Regions from separate parts of the Hordeum vulgare genome. Here region 2 is linked to region 1. Evidence: chromatin contacts called from public Hi-C data. All regions are on one chromosome and are shown on one strand. The core of a region is the stretch at or near the end of the contact, and the rest is flanking DNA. Distances in the headings are between cores, read along the strand shown. Region 1 has its middle 38 kb from the start of LOC123452772. Region 2 has its middle 5.1 kb from the start of LOC123452772.

The links. A called contact is a pair of places that touch in the nucleus more often than the background predicts.
Region 2: a contact with region 1 is called in a Hi-C map of leaf, with 4 times the contacts expected there. The contact joins two enhancer-like sites. A contact is called at or near these places in 2 of 6 Hi-C or Micro-C datasets (leaf and seedling).

Annotation. Positions count from the first base shown.
Region 1 is chr5H:550,066,395-550,071,762 of MorexV3_pseudomolecules_assembly, forward strand. No RefSeq gene overlaps it. Among protein-coding and RNA genes, the nearest start is that of LOC123452772, 38 kb to the right of the region's middle. Within about 2 kb of position 2,982, at least 1 of the 3 cell types and tissues checked has open chromatin away from gene starts, as enhancers often do. A contact at or near this core is called in leaf, where this site is marked.
Region 2 is chr5H:550,099,582-550,105,186 of MorexV3_pseudomolecules_assembly, forward strand. No RefSeq gene overlaps it. Among protein-coding and RNA genes, the nearest start is that of LOC123452772, 5.1 kb to the right of the region's middle. Within about 2 kb of position 4,055, at least 2 of the 3 cell types and tissues checked have open chromatin away from gene starts, as enhancers often do. A contact at or near this core is called in leaf, where this site is marked.

The DNA.
Region 1 (5,368 bases), core at 1,732-4,231:
TAACCACATGACGGGATGCAAGGAGAAATTTCTCGAGCTAGAATATGATGTTGAAGGCTCGGTAAAGTTTGGTGATGGTTCAAATGTGGAGATTTGTGGGCAAGGATTTGTCCTCTTCGAGGGTCTCACAAGCAAACATCGCATACTCACCGGAGTGTACTACATCCCACGGCTTAGCAACAACATCATCTCTATTGGGAAGCTTGACGAGAATGGATGCAAGGTGGATATTGAGAACGGAGTGATGACGATCTTCGACAACCTCCGAAACGTGCTAGCTCGTGTTAATCGCACACGGAACAGGCTCTATATCCTCAACCTTGATCAATCTCAACTGGACTGTTGGCTCACCAAGAGTGATGATGATTCGTGGTTATGGCATGCTAGATTTGGACACGTTAACTTCTACGCCTTGAAGAAGATGACAAAGATGGAGATGGTATCCGGGATGCCATTTATCGACAATGTTGATCAAGTATGTGACGGGTGCTTGGTTGGCAAACAACACGGCAGGCCGTTCCCTGCTCATTCTACCTATCGTGCAAGTGATGCACTCGAGCTGCTCCATGGTGATCTATGTGGCCCTATCACCCCGTCAACTCACGCGGGAAAGAAGTATTTCTTCCTTGTGATAGACGACTACTCGAGATATATGTGGGTCGTTCTCCTATGATCTAAAGATGAGGCGTTTGAAGCGTTCAAGAAGCTGAAGGCTGCAACGGAGATGGAACACAAGGTGAAGGTTCGCGCTCTACGGACAGATCACGGCGGAGTGTTTACGTCGAATGTGTTCAACGACTACTGTGAGAAGATTGGCATAAAAAGGTTCCTCACAACACCTTACACGTCACAGCAGAACGGGGTCGTTGAAAGGCGCAATCGAACCGTCGTTGACATGGCAAGGAGTTTACTCAAGAGCAAGAACCTGCCCGAGACTTTTTGGGGAGAAGCTGTCTCGACGGCGGTCTATCTTCTCAACCGGACTCCAACGAAGGCGGTGATCGGCAAGACTCCGTATGAAGCAATTTACGGACGTAAGCCGAATGTGTCTCATCTACGGACGTTCGGATGCGTGGCACATGTGAAGACGACGGAGCCGCATCCCTCAAAGCTTGCTGATCGTAGCACCAAGATGGTGTTCATCGGATACGAGAGGAGTTCTGGCACCAAGGCATACCGCTTCTACGATCCACAAACCAAGCGTCTACGAATTTCACGCGACGTCGTATTTGACGAAAATCAATTCTGGAATTGGAGCGCTGCAGCCGACGATGCTCCAAACGATAACATATTCACGGTTGAATTTCCAACTGATGATGATGCAGGGGAGGATGTCCAGGTGGTTGGCAAGACGCCCAACCAAGGTGACCACAATGGTAGTGATCATCATGGTGCCAACACCGACGACGACACACATAGGTCGCAAGAAGATAGCGACAATGACGCGCATGGCACGGGCGGAGATCTCGACAACAACATCGACAACGAGGCGCATAGTGACGACGACAATCAAGATGATGCTCACGGTCACGACGACTACGCCGATGACACAGATGTCGATGAGACGCCCGGGAGTGAGCCGTCTTCCTCAAGTGCATGAACACCGACACGATTTGTGTCGCCTCCTTCGCAAGCCACAACGGACTCCTCATGGCCTCGTCACTACAAGACCCTCAAGAAAGTCTACAAGTACACAAAGCCAGTTACGCTCGAGTACTCCGGACGCACGCCATGGATGAGGAGATGAACGACATTGAGAGCAATGGCACGTGGACTTTGGTAACCCGACCTCTGAACAAAAAGGCGATTGGTTTGAAGTGGGTTTACAAGTTAAAGAAGGACACGGAGGGTGCCATTGTGAAGTACAAGGCAAGACTCGTTGCAAAGGGCTACGTACAACGTCAATGAGTTGACTATGATGAGGTGTTTGCACCGGTTGCTCGACTCTAGACGGTGAGAGTGCTCCTAGCTTTGGCAGCACAAGAGGATTGGAAGGTTCATCATATGGATGCTAAATCCGCTTTCCTCAACGACGATCTCACAGAAGAAGTGTACGTGGAACAACCCCTCGGCTACGAGAAAAAATGCAAAGAAGGAAAAGTTTACAAGTTTAAGAAGGCACTTTACGGGATGATGCAAGCGCCAAGAGCTTGGGATTTAAAGTTAGACCAAAGTATGGTCACGAACGGGTACAAAAGATGTGCCCTCGATGATTCGAAGGAGAGTCTACAAAGCACCGAAGAAGAGGTGAAGATTGAAGACGCGACCAAGAAGGAGTGTTGTCATCGAGCTACGGATGAGCCGACAATAGTAAATATGATCCATAAAATGCTGCAAGGGACGGCTAAGGCAATGCCGATGATAACAATTATGAGAAGCAGCAATCGCATTTGGGACCCAGGTCGGTAGTGACGACCATGTCATGTTTAGGGGGGTGAATATTAGGTAAGCACGACATGGAGTACGTCTCCAATGTTATGTCCGTGTCCGTGTACTACTAGAGTTTAAAGCTGAATAGGTTTAGCTAAGGGAGCTGGCTTTTGTAGTATATAATCATGTATACCCCGTGACACCAGATCATCAAGAGAATAAATATAGCGTTCCAGGCTCGAGACGGGGACGGGCCTGCAGCAATATCTCGTTCGGCGCCTTCCGTATAGAGTTTTTGCCGAGCCGTTCCGTCGAGATTGATCACCGCGTTAAGCTAACTCTAGTTGGCGTACGAGGCCAGAATCCATTAAGGTGCCTCCTAGCTTGCTTGCTTTGCATGTACGTGTGTGTGCTGCTGCTCTGGTGATTTGATCTAGGGATCAAAAGCCAACAGAGGCTGGGCGTCAGGAAGGAGAGCGACAGCGGTAGAGCAGCGGCAGCTGGGCGTCAGGGTGGAGCGGGGCGACGGGGGCGGAGCAGCGGCAGCTGGACGTCGGGTGGAGAGGGGCGACGGCGGCTGGGCGACGAGGCAGAGCGTGGCGACGGCGACAGCTGGGCGACGGGGCGGACCGCGATGGCTGCGGTGGTTGGGGGCTGTATCTAGTGAGGAGCAGCGACGGCGCGGGCAAGTGGTGGATTTTTTTATGAAGGAGCACCGACGACACGCACGAGCAAGGGATATTTCGCCCGGGCAGGCGGCAGAATGGCCAAAAGAATTCCTCTTCGGGCCTAAATCACTCGCCAAGTCTTACGCTGACACTTAGTAAGCATCATATACCCTACATACACCGACACATGTGACGTCGTTATGTGTGTATTTACGCCGATAGATAAACTGCCAAGGTTAATACACATGACGTGTTTGTTAAAAAAATGCTGACAGATGCATTGTGGCTTTGTGGTTGCCGACACTTATTGCGTCCACAATGACATGTGTTCATCGACACATGATTTGAAGACAAAACTTAAAATCTACGCTGACGGTTATTTTGTGGAGATCAGTGGACCTTTGCCCACACAATCATGTCATGTAACCTCTACTGTGGTGTAGTGAAAGTTGGGGCCTTTTATCCCGATTTCAGAACCAGGACCGATGCCTTGTTTTCTATTAGTGCCAAACTAAGTTTGAAATTCCATATTTGATTATATGTGAAGCATAATGAGTAAGGATTTGTTCCCAAATAATTAACTTATGTTGCTAATTGATGAAAAAGTAAATATAACTGTTACTAAAATATTTACATTTGGAGTTTTGTTTCTCCCGGTTTTGGTTTACATTTACACAATTGGAGTTGAGATTTTTTTTGGCTTATTTCGGTTAATAGAAGGACTTCACAATCAAAAGAATTCCATTTATTCAAACAGTAATAGATTTGCCAAATCCACTGAATTTATGGGTGCACCTAACATTAGTCATGAACATCAATCCGGCAAATCTTTATTATTACTAGCCATATGACAAGCAACCGGCCTGAGTTAAATAACACTCTCGATCATGTGCTATTACACATCGTAGTTCCTTGTGTGATGAACAAGTATTATACCCCCCCGCCAACTCTCACCATCCCCATCGTTTTGTTATACCGCCCCGTGTTCGAGTCTTTGCTATACCATTGATCTCCATCAAACTATATAGAATAGTGAAGTGGCAACAACCACCGCAAGCAACAAGGAGAGAAATGGTCTAGTGTTGAGGTAGCAGATCATGTGTCCAAGAAACCAGAGTGTAGTTAAAATGGTGGAAGAAGAACATGTAACTAGGACCATAGAGTTTTGTGGTGTGTGTTGTTTAAGAATAGGAGGCGTCGGGGGTGATTTTTGGCAAAACCTAGGTAGGGAACGGTATTATTTGTGTGCTCGGGCCTCTTGCTTCTTGCTCCAGTGATCGTTTACACCTTTTGTTTCAGCGACCGGTGTCCCATCATCTTCGTGTGATCTGCGTTCAAGTAGAGAAGGAGGGTAGTCTGCATGACCCACATCTCCAACTGCACCAACTATGGATGCACGCAGAGGATTTACTAGAATATCTCCTTCTGTATCTGTGTAGTAACAGTGAGGTTTGCTAATATATTGGTGCATATGAATATGATCACATGTTGTAATAGGCGCTGAGATTTGAACAACTGTGTTAGTAAGAAGATTCCAGTCAGATGAGTTGTCAACATGTCATGTTTTGCTATTCTAACTGGCCATATAGTAGTGATCTCTTAGCATGTCATCTGAGATGAAATTGGAATTCTATATCAAATACTCATATCGTTCCTTTTTGTGCATATCCCCGTTATAGTACTTTCTGGATTTCAAAAAAATCTACCGTATGGCGAGTTCATAAAAATCTTGTAAACATATGCCATGGCATCGTCATCATTTTTCTTAGCTTCGTGTCTGCTGTCGAAGAGGTCTGACACAAAACTTTTGAATGGACTAATCATCTCCTCATACAAGTAATCCCTGAGTGGTATGATCTTGGTAACCCAAATGACCTCCCATGCATGGAAGAATGACTTTTCTCGACATTTGAATACACAGGAGCAGCACGGGCGCGCTGCCGGCCTGAGAATATGCCGTCGTCCATCCCTAGACGAACCGATTCCTTGTGTTCGGTCGCACTGTTCGCCCGAGCAAGAATCCTCCAACACGCACCGCGGCGGCACGATAACGATATACAAGCGCTAACTAAGAGCAGACAGAGCTGGAGAAGCCCGTGCTAGCAGCGATGAAGCTCTCAACAACTGTTGGTTGGTTTCGATGGCGAGCGACGACGACGACGAGGCTCCCGTGGGGGGTGGTCGGGAAGGTGACCTACGCGCCGTGGATACACAGGCTGGTCGGTGGGCCGGCCTTGTCCAGCACCCGCAATCTCCTCGTGGTGTACGGTCGAGGCGATACTGCCTCGTCCCCGCCATTCCTCGACCTCTCCCCCTTTGACACCAGAGCA
Region 2 (5,605 bases), core at 2,805-5,304, 34 kb after region 1:
CCGGGGGGGGGGGGGGGGGCAACCCACCCCGGGGAAGCCCATAGGCTTTGGGGAGACACACCAGCCCTTAGTGGGCTGGTGGGACAGCCCCAAGGGGGCCTATGCGCCAAGAGAAGGAAATCAAAGGAAAAGAAAAAAAAAAGAGGGAGGAAGTGGGAAGGGAGGGGGACTCCTCCCACCAAACCAAGTCCAACTCGGTTTGGGGGGGGGGGGGAGTCCTCCCCCCCTTGGCTCGGCCGACCCCTTGAGGGTCCCTTGGACCCCAAGGCAAGGTCCCCCTCCCTCCTCCTATATATATGGGGCTTTTAGGGCAGATTTGAGACGACTTTCTCACGGCTGCCCGACCACATACCTCCATAGTTTTTCCTCTAGATCGCGTTTCTGCGGAGCTCGGGCGAAGCCCTGCTGAGACGAGATCATCACCAACCTCCGGAGCACCGTCACGCTGCCGGAGAACTCTTCTACCTCTCCGTCTCTCTTGCTGGATCAAGAAGGCCGAGATCATCGTCGAGCTGTACGTGTGCTGAACGCGGAGGTGCCGTCCGTTCGGTACTAGATCGTGGGACTGATCGCGGGATTGTTCGCGGGGCGGATCGAGGGACGTGAGGACGTTCCACTACATCAACCGCGTTCTCTAACGCTTCTGCTGTACGATCTACAAGGGTACGTAGATCACTCATCCCCTCTCGTAGATGGACATCACCATGATAGGTCTTCGTGCGCGTAGGAAAATTTTTGTTTCCCATGCGACGTTCCCCAACACACACCACATACTAATAGGGTATACCACACATAGGCAAATCATTTCGATTGGCGAAGTTAGGTTCAACGATGAATGTCTTGTATCATAATGAAAATAATGATAACTAGATTTCGATGTTTAAACAAATGCATAATTTTTAATTTGATAATAGTGTAGGACATCTCATTTGCATCAAATCAAACCAAGGGAAACTAGACAAGCATGCCATGTAATCGACTCATATGTTGAAGTATAATCAACAATATCTTTAATTATTCGATGATTCTATTACTAAACCCAACTTGCAAGTCACAATTTTTATGAACTAGAATTTTCCATGGATATGACTGCCTAATATACACTAGAAACCATTATTATGATATTTGTTAGTGTAAGTGATTTAGAAATCTTACCGTAATATTCAATAATATTAAAATATATATGAACTCACACATGGATATGCAAATGTGTATACACTACATTATTTATGCAATATTATAAAATAAAGTTGAAACATTGTTTTAACAATGAAGGGAAATTTATATATCACAAGAATTTTATTTTGAAAAATATCTTTTTATTATATACACCACGACTGTGTAACAATGAATAATATAATATTATTTGAAAATATTCTTATGTCACTAAGTAATAAGATATATATTAATCACAACTATAATATGCTTCACTTAATTTAGAATAAATATAAAATTCTAGTATAAAAATAATTGTTTTACATCGTCGTGAGACTAAAACTGTTTTGAACCGGTTGTGGGAATCATCTGGCGTAAAACCGTGCGCTGCGGCGGCAAATGACTTGTGGCACAAATGTGTCTCTTGCATTTGCATGCATGCGTCGCCCACACGGCATGCGGCACGTCGGACAGAGGCGAGTAAGACAAGTACCACCTGTAGCGCATGCTTTAATATTTGAGTCTGTTACTTGTATGTGTTCAAGTATCTGCTGTAGCATATGATTTGATATTTGAGTCAATCACTTGTATGTGCTCACGAATCTGCTATAGCACATGTTTTGATATTCGAGTCAGTCACTAGTATGTGCTCACAAATATACTGTAGCACATGCTTTGATATGTGAAGTCAGTCACTTGTATGTGCTCACGAATCTGCTGTATCACATGCTTTGATATTCGAGTCAGTCAATTGTATGTGTTCACGAATCTGCTGCAGCACATCCTTTTATGTTCGAGTCAATCACTTGTATGTGCTCACAAATTTGTTGTAGCACATGTTTTGATATCCTAGTGAGTTACTTGTACGTGGTCACGAATTTGCCGTAGCATATGCTTTGATATTCAAGTCAGTTACTTGTATGTGCTGACGAATCTGCTGTAGCACATGCTTTGATATTCGAGTCAGTCACTTGCATGTGCTCATGAATCTGATGTAGCACCGCGGGCGGGGCTAGCACGGCTGGGTGCAGCCAAGGCGCGTGCAGGGCGACGTTGGCGCGGACGCAGAACGGATGCCACGCGCGCCTTATCGGTGTCCGCTCCGTCCCCACCTGGCGATCGTCCAATTGCCCGCGACCTACCTGGTCAGCTTAATTTATGACTTCGGTCCCACACGTCAGCGACGACGGTCGTCCTTTTTTAAGCCCACCGTGCGGCTGGGCCGTCCTCATCCGCTTCCAGCTAGCCCCCGTCCCCATCTAGCCACACTCACTCCCCCTGTTGCCGGCAAATCCTAGCCACCCCAGCCGTACCAGATGGGGCTCTTCTCCGGTGCCGACAGCAGCAAGGCCAAGGGCAAGTCCCCCGTCATTCCTTTTCCTTCGGAGTTCCTCCCGCCTCCGCCGACCGCAGCACGTCAACGGGTTCCCTCGGACCTCCTCCGTGTGTGCCCTAGCCGACCGCAGCGCGTCAACGTGCCAGTGCACCAGGTGGAGTGGCACTGGCAGCATCGCGTGCCTCTCCCGTACCCCGACGCCACCCTGTCGCACGACTGGCACCTAGATCCGGAGAGAATCCTAGTGTCGGCGGTGCCGCGGTCGGCTAGGGCGCACACGGAGGAGGTCCGGTGCCAGCGGGCGCTCCTGACGCCGGAGCAGCGCCGCGACCCCTCCTACGCAACCGACTTGTCCAACTCGGCTCGCTGGTTCGCCTTCGAGCACGAGGAGGCGAGGCGACGCGACGTTCGCGAAGTCGACCGCACCGTGCCACCGCCCCCGCTCATCGTCCGCGAGGAGGACCAGGCACCGGAGGCCGCCTACCAGGCGGACCTTGCGGTGGTCTACCAGGAGAGCGAGGAGGACGAGCGGCGCAGGGCGGCGGCGGTCGAGCATGAGGAGGAGGCGTACGAGGCTGCCATGGCCCTCTCCGCGGCGGGCGACTGTGTCCTGCCGCCGGTGACCCCGTCGTCCCCTGTCAAAGCCGAGCCGGAGCCCAAGCCGTCCCCCATCGAGCACTACTCCTGGACGGGAGTAGTGCACGAGTGGGTCATCGCGCCACCGGTCTGGGTTGGGGCGACGCCGGCGTAGAAGGCGACGTACCTCGAACATTGGCGCCAACGACGGCTGGCCGAGGAGCGCCGCCACGGCGGGTACCTCGAGATGCTCGAGCGTGATGCCGAGGAGGAGGCGCGCCAGGCTGCGGCGGCAGAGGCGGCGACACAGCTCGCGTCCGACATGAACGCCCTCTGGAACACGATGTTTTCCTGGGCCGGCCCTGCGCCCACGCTGATCGACCTCACGGACCCCGAGGACGACGGCGATGCCGCCTAAGACGACGCGCCGCCTCGTACTTTAGTTTGTTTTAAAAAAAATTAAATGCAAATGTGGACGCGTGGACTCTCGCCGGCCTTCGTGGTCTGCTTTATTGTTTAATTGATGTTGTTTTTATTTTAAATATGCATTTTTTTCTCTCGTGTCGTCAAAATGAGTCGAGCCAGCGTTGGGCGCATACGCCGACCCGAACGTGAAAGCGGACATTCGTGTATATCTGACCGACCCAAACGAATAAAAAGCGGACAAAATCACCGTTGGGTTAATTGGAGTTGCTCTAAGCGTGCGATCTGTGGTGTGTGGTCAGTCAGCGTCAGGTCACCGACGGCGGCGAGTGTGACGGCCATTTGCCTCTCCGAGCAAACGAGATCCAAGCAGTGTCAGTGTGTTAAGTCAGGGGACAGTGACCTCCTTTGACTGCTACCGATGCACTGCACTGCACTGCACTGCACTGCACTGCACTGGTGTTGTCTCTGCTCAGAGCTCGGAGTCTTGGAGCTATCAATGACGGTTCGATCATCAACCAACCACTCACGCGTGGCTCTGGATCTGGCTCGTCCTGCGTGTGGGGTGTGGTGTGGTGTGGACACCGCGGACTGAGCAGCATCACATTGGCATCGCGAGAAAAGGAAATCATCATCAAATCAAACAGCACAGTCTGTGTGTGCATCGTCGGCGGTACTGTTGTGATGGTGAGGGGGATCTTGGAACGGGGTCGCCGGTCGGCATTGATTGATGGCTCCTCCTCTGCTTCCTCATGAAACGGACGCTTCTTGTGTTTTCGTCTTCATCCAACACCGATCACCTTTAGATTGGCAGGCAGACATTGTATCGTGCCTCTAGTCTCTAGTTCGACAAGAGGTGACACTGTCATTTCGGCCGCTGATACCTGCCTGCCTGCCTGCCTGATTTCATTTGATCTATCAAGTTCGCATGTGAGGCTGTTGCCATGCCCACCATACATGGAGGTGGTATTAGCTTGTGTAGTTCCATCCACCGCGATGCACGTACAAAACAGAGGCAGAATCTTCTCTTCTTTCGACCCCTCGGGGCCTTGTGCAGCGCATATTTCTTCTCTTCTCCCGTCACCCATCTAGCTGCGGCAAATTTCGGTGTTCTGATCTTTTGTAAAACTTTACCGAAATTTCACCTTGTTCGAAAATATTTCGAGATCTGATCATTCTTCTAGCATCGGGGTTAATGATGGTAGGATATAGCTGTCTATCATGAAGTCCCCTAACGGTAGATAATTTATCGACGTCAGTGTAACGTATCCCTACCGCCATAAAGGCTGACGATACCTTTGCAACCCTAACGCCGAGTTGCCCGACCGTAGATGCGTATAGGCACCGTATCTGATACTTAGAATTATTTTTGCGGTAGGGCGTGTACTCCGGTGCATTTAACACCGCTTGTGCAGGATGGGAGAAGGATCCGACCACTTTAGATCTATTGTACGCAGTCTTTTTCTATTTATGTAAGAGGCTGTTTTTAGGAGTTAAACCCGTGACCTGATGATCACAAGGCATCAACTTTTCATTGTGCCAAGGCTCTCCTATGCCATCCATCCTTATGGTAAAAAAAATGATCAGATTCCAAAATATTTTCAAACAAGGGTCTAATCGGGCTACAGTTTCGCAAAAGGATCAAAACAGCAAATTTTGACGCTAGCTGCCGTAATACTAGTACTTTTCAACGTTTATGCCTCACAAAAATCTGGGTCCAATTTTCAGTGGGCCTCTTCTGAAGATTATAGTCAGTAACGACGTTTTCGTATGTGACACTGACTCGCAACCATCTGATCTCTCTCTCATTTTCAGCAAGAATTTTTCTCCAGCCCAAATTTCAATCACATTTTCCCTTTATGATTGGACTTGCCGGCCATCGCTTTCTCTCCTCATGTGTGAATTTGGGCCAACTGATGACTCCGTAGTGCAAAAGCGCACACGAAAATGGATGTCCAAGTTCGAGTCCAAGACACTATTTTATACATATACAAAAAGAGAAACGAAGAAAAAATGTCATGGGACGATAGAACTAGCAGGCAGCAACATCCATCTTGAGCTCTGGAGAGAACTTTGGATGGCAAGTACTGTACATGCACGAAGAATCTCAAAATG